Linked DNA regions of Mus musculus: region 2 is linked to region 1. A link is a contact called in public promoter capture Hi-C data. All regions are on one chromosome and are shown on one strand. Each heading gives the region's core, a stretch centred on a gene start, on an enhancer-like site or on the middle of the called end of the contact. The rest is flanking DNA. Distances are from core to core; before and after follow the strand shown.

Region 1 (3,270 bases), core at 50-2,549:
AGCCCATGGTGGAGAAGCCTGCCCAACGCCATGTGGTCAAAAGAGGAGTGGGAGCTTCAGTCTCCAGCAGAAACCTTTCAGTCTTGATAGAGTCTGACTGACTCATCTAGGATCCTCCCAGTTCCTGTGGGAAAGTCCCATGTGCTGGGCAACCTCCTTAGTCCCCAAGCAAACTGGATCGTGGCTCATGCTAGGTCAACTGCATAAACTCAGGGATTTGACAGATGGTGGTTTGAATTCCATCCCTACATTTTAATGACTATGTGTGCACTTTAACTTTTTTGCCAGTAAAGCTCTCTCTCGCTCTCTCTTTCTCTCTCTCTCAATCTTAAAAAGAATTATTGTTTCTTTTGGCAAAAAGGTCACACACACAGCCAGCAGGCATTGAATGGTGGCCTGTCCAAACTCTATATAACAGACACTCAAGAAATGTTAGCTTTGGGGACAGAGACATGACTCAACAGGTAAGAGTTTTGTGCTCTCCCAGAGGATCCAAGTTTGGTTCCCATCTCTCACCTATAGCTCTAGTTCCAAGGAATCCAGTACTCTTAGCTTCATCTGCACAGGCAGCATTCACACACACACACACACACACACACCTCTTTATACATGATAACTATTATTATTTGTATCTTGTTACAGTTTGGGTTTCCTACGATGATATCCATCTGTATAAAGCAGGGCCTGGTTTCAGAGGTCTGGAACACCAAGATTAAGGACACCCATGTTATCCTAGTTACAAAACATGACTACATCCCCAAATCAGCCTGGAGCTTTGCTTATACCTAGATCCTCGTAGGCTATAGAGTTGGTGGGGGTGTAGGGTTGAATGCTTGGCTGTGTTCAAGTCTCATACTGTAAAGACAATACAAAACACCTTAGTTCCCCCCAGGACACTGTCTCTAAAACACCCTTTTGACTTGTATAACAAGGTGTGTGAGTTTGCAAGGAATCCCTGAGAAACCGTTTAAACTCTGCTGAAACGTTAGAAGGCACAGGCTATGCTAGGCAATTTTCCGGTGATGGGTGTTGTGAGCTGTGGCAGGGCCCAACTGCGGTCAGAACCATCAGAGTTAATGCAAGGTTGGGTCCTCTCTGATCAGGAGGGGACAAAACAAAAGTCCATTGTTTGTTTGTTTTTTTCCCCCCAGAGCTTGAGCCTGCCTGAGGATGAAACTTCAAAGCAATTCCACAGGACCCTTAAAGATGGCTAATCCTCAGGCAGAACTCCTTTTTCTGTCTGTCCTGCTTCCTGACCCCGCTGCTGGCAGCTGGCCCAGGCTCCCACCTCTGCCCAGGGAGGCATTCCCTCCCGATGACCTCATCAGAAACGGTCCCTCCCGCAGGCCAGGACCTCTCACCACAAATTCTTCTTCTTCATCAGAGGCCCTGAAGCCAACGGTGAGTGGGCTACCACATCCCCTCCTCTCTAGAGAGCCGGCTTGGGGCGATGAGTCATGGAGGAAGCCATCTGGCTGCTAAATGCTCGAGATCGCCTAAGAGCCATCAGTTCAGTTCACTCACAAACCTATGAATGGTTCCTTAAAAGAAAATGTAAAGGGCAAGAAACCAAAAGAGGGCCCTGGACCTAGCTCCTTGTAGAGTGCTTGCCTAGAACGCATGGAACGCTAGGCTTGATCCCTAACACGGCACAAAGCAGGCCTTCGCATGCTTCGGAAGGAGCAGAAGTTCAAGACCTCCCTGGGTACACACAGAATTTGAAGGCCTCCTGGGCTACTTGAGAGCCTGTGGGAGGTGGTAAGTAAATTATAATTTGAGAGTTTTGCAGTAGCCCAAGTGAGATACAAAGGGAAGTGTGGGGCTGGAGAGATGGCTCTGCAGTTAGGAGTGAGCACTGCTCTTGCAGAGCCTGCATTGATTTCCAGCTCACATCTACTGGTCACTCCAGCGCCAGGGGATCTGGACTCTGAAAACACCCGTATTCACAGGCTTACACACTGGGGTGTGTTGCTTTCATTCACAAACAATAACTGAAGGAAATGGTAAATTTCAGGGTTTTTTTTTTTCCCCTATAGACCTAGTGAGCTCTATTGTCTGATTCACAGACCCTCACGAGGAATTCTGGAACCAGGTGACCTGCCTTCCAAGTGACCTGCCTTCCAGGTGACGTGACCTGCCTTCCAAGTGACCTGCCTTCCAGATTTAGCATTTTGTAGCCATGGAGAGTAAATTTCTCCCAGTTGTTCATGGACTTGTGGGATATCAGTACATCAAGGAGGCTCCTAACTATAATCCCTCTTTTTAAAAGAAATGCCAGGCATGAATGTTGTTGCCACTGGAGGGAGGAGAAGGGATGAAGAAAGGATTCAGAGGAATGACAGGTAAATCTCTGACCCTTCCATCATTCCCTGTGGTGAACAGGGAGCTGAGGGACTAGTCATCTTGTTTACAGCCACGGCCCACAGGTCATTCCTCCGAACAAAGGATTCAGAGTTACCGCCATGAACCCAACAGATTAGGCTGAGAAACCAGATAGTCAGTATCTGAAAAGGCAATACCCTTCCTCACTATGAGTATGAGTATGAGTGTGAGTGTGAGTGTGAGTGTGTGTGTGGTGTGTATGTGTGTTGTGTGTATGTGTGTGTGTGTGTGTGTGTGTGTGTGGTGTATACGTGTGGTGTGTGTGTGTGTGTAGTATGATGTGTATGTGTGTGTGTGTGGTATGTGTGTATGTGGTGTGTGTGTGTGTGTGTGTGTCTATGCCTGTGTGTGTGTCTATGCATGCATAGCTGTGGAGGTCAAAGGTCAGTGTTGGTAATTTTCCATCAGTCACTGCTCTACCAATCTTCAGGCTCTCACTGAACCTGGACTTTGTGGAGTAGGCATGGGAGCCGTGCATAGGTTTTAGCATAAGTTCTGGGGATTCAAATCATGTCTTCATGTATTCAGCAAGTGCTCCAATCCATCTTTCCAGCCCCTGAAGGGCTTTTCTACAAGTGCTAATGTCCATGCATAGGTCTTCAGACCAACATATTTTCATTTCTTGTGTGTCTGAGTGAAGTGTATGTTGGTATCTTCCTCAGCCCCTCACCTCAAAGATCTGTCTCTGTGTGTAGGCCCTGGGATTACAGGTGTGTATGGAGCCAGGATTGTTTTACACAGGTGCTAGGATTTGAACCCAGGTTCTCAAGCTTGCCCTGGGGACACTTTACCAACTGAGCAATCTCCCCAGGCCCCTGATTCTCCCGAATCCTAGAGCCAAGTCTACACCAATGAGAACTGATTGCTGTAAGAATTTATTTTCCATTG
Region 2 (2,883 bases), core at 24-2,523, 76 kb after region 1:
GGCCAGGCTCTTGTTATGTAGCTGAGGATGACTTTGAACTTGTGACCCTCCTGCCTTGGATCCCATAATGTTGGAGTGATGGGCCTGTGCTCACACTGAGTTCCTCATCTCTGTGAATTATGAGAATGAGGAAGTTCCGATGTCTTCAACCACAAGAAACAAGAAGGTGCTTCCAGAATTCCATTACTAGGAAACAATGAGTTCAGGGGATACTATTTATCTATCAATCTGCTTACGCCTCACCTCATTGGTCAGACTAAGAACCATCCACATTCTGAAACCAGATTCCTTGGAACTCCCCCATCCACCCCCCTCCCCAACACCTTTAATGACTCAGGACCAATGGCCCTTCTATCGCTAACAGCCAATATGACACGCTTCCTCCACCATCTCTGTATTTTTCCTATTTTTCTATTATGCATGCTTCATGCCCCCTATGAAGCCTGCCATCATAGCCTGGGCTGTTTCTGTCTCTATCTCTGCTCAGAGGCAGGCATTTCACATTACACACACACACACACACACACACACACACACACACACACACACACACGGTAAATCTTTTGTGTGAGATTTGTTGTGTAGTGTGATTTTTTTTGGTATTCCTTGGCTCCTGATCAGTGAGATACTCTGTCATCACAAAACTCTTTCACTGTCCACACCCCACCCACCATGCGTGTGTGTGTGTGTGTGTGTGTGTGTGTGTGTGTGTGTGCACGCGCGCGTGTTTTCAGGTGAATGTATGGAAAAGGTTGATGACTAGTGTCTTCAAGTCAGTCTCCACCTTATTTTTTAGACAGGCTGTCTCACTGAACTGGAGTTTATAGGTTAACTAGACAAGCTGGCCAGCAAGCCCCATGGATCTGCAGTCAGCACCCTTCCCCAGCTCTGGGATTACAGATAAACGCCACTATGCCTGGCTTTTGCATGGCTGCCGGGGATCTGAACTCACGCTTGCATAGCAAATATTTTGCAGACTGAGCCATCTCCTGCCTTCCAACCTCCCCTCTATGAGAAAAGGCTCCACCTCGGAGGAGTTGGACCACTCCAGACACCATATCTTAAGAATGCCATCCATCTCCTCCCACGGTGATGCCCGAAACTTTGCATTCTGCTTTGGAAGATATCCCAGCAGGCCAAATACCTCTGGGAAACCCAAGTCTCTCCATATCCTTCGAAATGGCAACATTCCTCTCCTCAGAGTTTTCCACTGGCATCCCGTTGTAACCCATTAAGTCCATAGCGGCTTGCAGGGATCACACCTGTTTTCCATCAGGACTCCCTCCCATCAGCCAGCACAAACATGTGTGATAAGTTGATGCTAAAATACCATGACACAGTCCTTGGATTTACTAGCATCTAATAGATGAAGGAGAAAGCTTTGCCTTTTATAGCTCTGAGCCTCCCAGGCCTAAAGCAGCTGGAGCAGTTGCCTGCTATGCATTCATTACACACCGCTTCCCAAAACAGGAAACAGGCACCCTGATCTCCGGCTCTATACGAAGAAGGACTGCTCTATTTGAGACCAACAGGTCCGGTGTTCCAGACTCTGAATGGAGATCAACACCAACCAGAGAGCTTTTTAAAAATACTTAGGCTGGAGAGATGGCTCAGCAGGTGAAAGCGCTGTCATTCAGCCCAGGGAGCCGGCGTGTAATCCCTGGGGCTCACGCTGGGGAAGAGGATCTTTTCCTACAAGTCGCCCTATGGCCCCCACATACGGTGGCTCATGTTCACAGCATATACATACTAAATGCAAACAAAACAAAAAAACCTCAGGCTCAGCTCCAGATTCACAAAGTAAAGTGGGAACCTAGGCAGCCGTACTTTCTCACAACAGCCTCTGTGTAGACAAGGTTGGTATTGACAACAGTGATGTGGACCATGCTCAGGAGAGTACAATAGGAACAGCGTGGACTTAGAGCAAGCAAGAATCGTCCCCCGAGCCGGGCTGTGGTGGTGCACACCTTTAATCCCAGCACTTGTTAGGCAGAGGCAGGTGGATTTCTGAGTTCGAGGCCAGCCTGGTGTACAAAGTGAGTTCCAGGACAGCCAAGGCTATGCAGAGAAACCCTGTCTCAAAAAAACAAAACAAAACAAAAAAGCAACAACAAAAAAGAATGGTTCCCCATCTGGAAAAGACAAGCTGTATCTGAACAAATTTCTCAAGCTGTTTGGAGTTCAGGTTGGCTTGTGGTTGGTTGGTTTGGAAAATGGGGTTTCTGGCTGGGGAAGTGGCTCCGAGTCTATGAAGTGCTTGCTAGTCAAGCATGAGGACTTGAGCCGATGTCCCCAGAATCTATGTAGAAAGCTGGGCATGGTTGCATGCACTTGTAATCCTATCATTGGGGAGGCAGAGACAGGCAGGTCGCTGGGGATGGATGGCTAGCTAGCCTACGTAGCAGCAGTAAAATCCAGAGCAATGAAGAGTCTCTATCTCAAAAAATCAAAGCTGGAGTGAGATGCTGTAGTGATGGCTCAGAGATTACAATCTACATCTTACCAGAGCTACCAGAGTAAACGCCCTTGCAGATGATCCAGAGTTCACACCAGGCGGCTCACAACCACCTTTAGCTCTAGCTCCAGAGGAGCCAATGTCCTCTCTGGACTCTGTGGGCATGCACAGACATATACACTATTGAAAGAAAGATAAGATGGAGAGGGAGGGAGGGAGAGGGAGGGAGGGAGGGAGGGAGGAAGGAAGGAAGGAAAGAAGGAAGGTAGGTAGGTTATTTAACAAACCTAGTGAAAGTCTCCATTGAAATATTCTGTAACAGCAGCAAACTGGCTGGGCTTAAACACAGTGGTCAGACAGCTGTCAAAAGTCATCTCAGCACTAGGCTTCCATGGCTGACATCTCGTGGGGATGACAAAGCTTATCCT

Evidence for each region. Promoter capture Hi-C pulls out the DNA fragments that hold promoters and counts their contacts.
Region 2: a promoter capture Hi-C map of cranial neural crest shows a contact between it and region 1. The contact joins two enhancer-like sites. A contact is called at or near these places in 3 of 39 promoter capture datasets (cranial neural crest, maxillary cranial neural crest and stem cell-derived epiblast-like cells), 1 of 15 datasets of contacts at CTCF or cohesin (embryonic stem cells), 4 of 484 Hi-C or Micro-C datasets (differentiating embryonic stem cells, embryonic stem cells and ganglionic eminence) and 4 of 115 datasets of contacts at active chromatin or transcription factors (embryonic fibroblasts, embryonic stem cells, epiblast stem cells and 1 more).

Annotation. Positions count from the first base shown.
Region 1 is chr9:67,104,687-67,107,956 of GRCm38.p6, forward strand. Gm10646 (predicted gene 10646) reads left to right here. Exons shown (of 3, transcript NR_153957.1): 2 at 1,152-1,401; 3 at 2,067-3,270. Among named protein-coding and RNA genes, the nearest start is that of Gm10646, 4.0 kb to the left of the region's middle. Within about 2 kb of position 1,300, at least 108 of the 459 cell types and tissues checked have an H3K27ac peak or open chromatin away from gene starts, as enhancers often do.
Region 2 is chr9:67,180,893-67,183,775 of GRCm38.p6, forward strand. No RefSeq gene overlaps it. Among named protein-coding and RNA genes, the nearest start is that of Gm40529, 4.1 kb to the left of the region's middle. Within about 2 kb of position 1,274, at least 20 of the 459 cell types and tissues checked have an H3K27ac peak or open chromatin away from gene starts, as enhancers often do.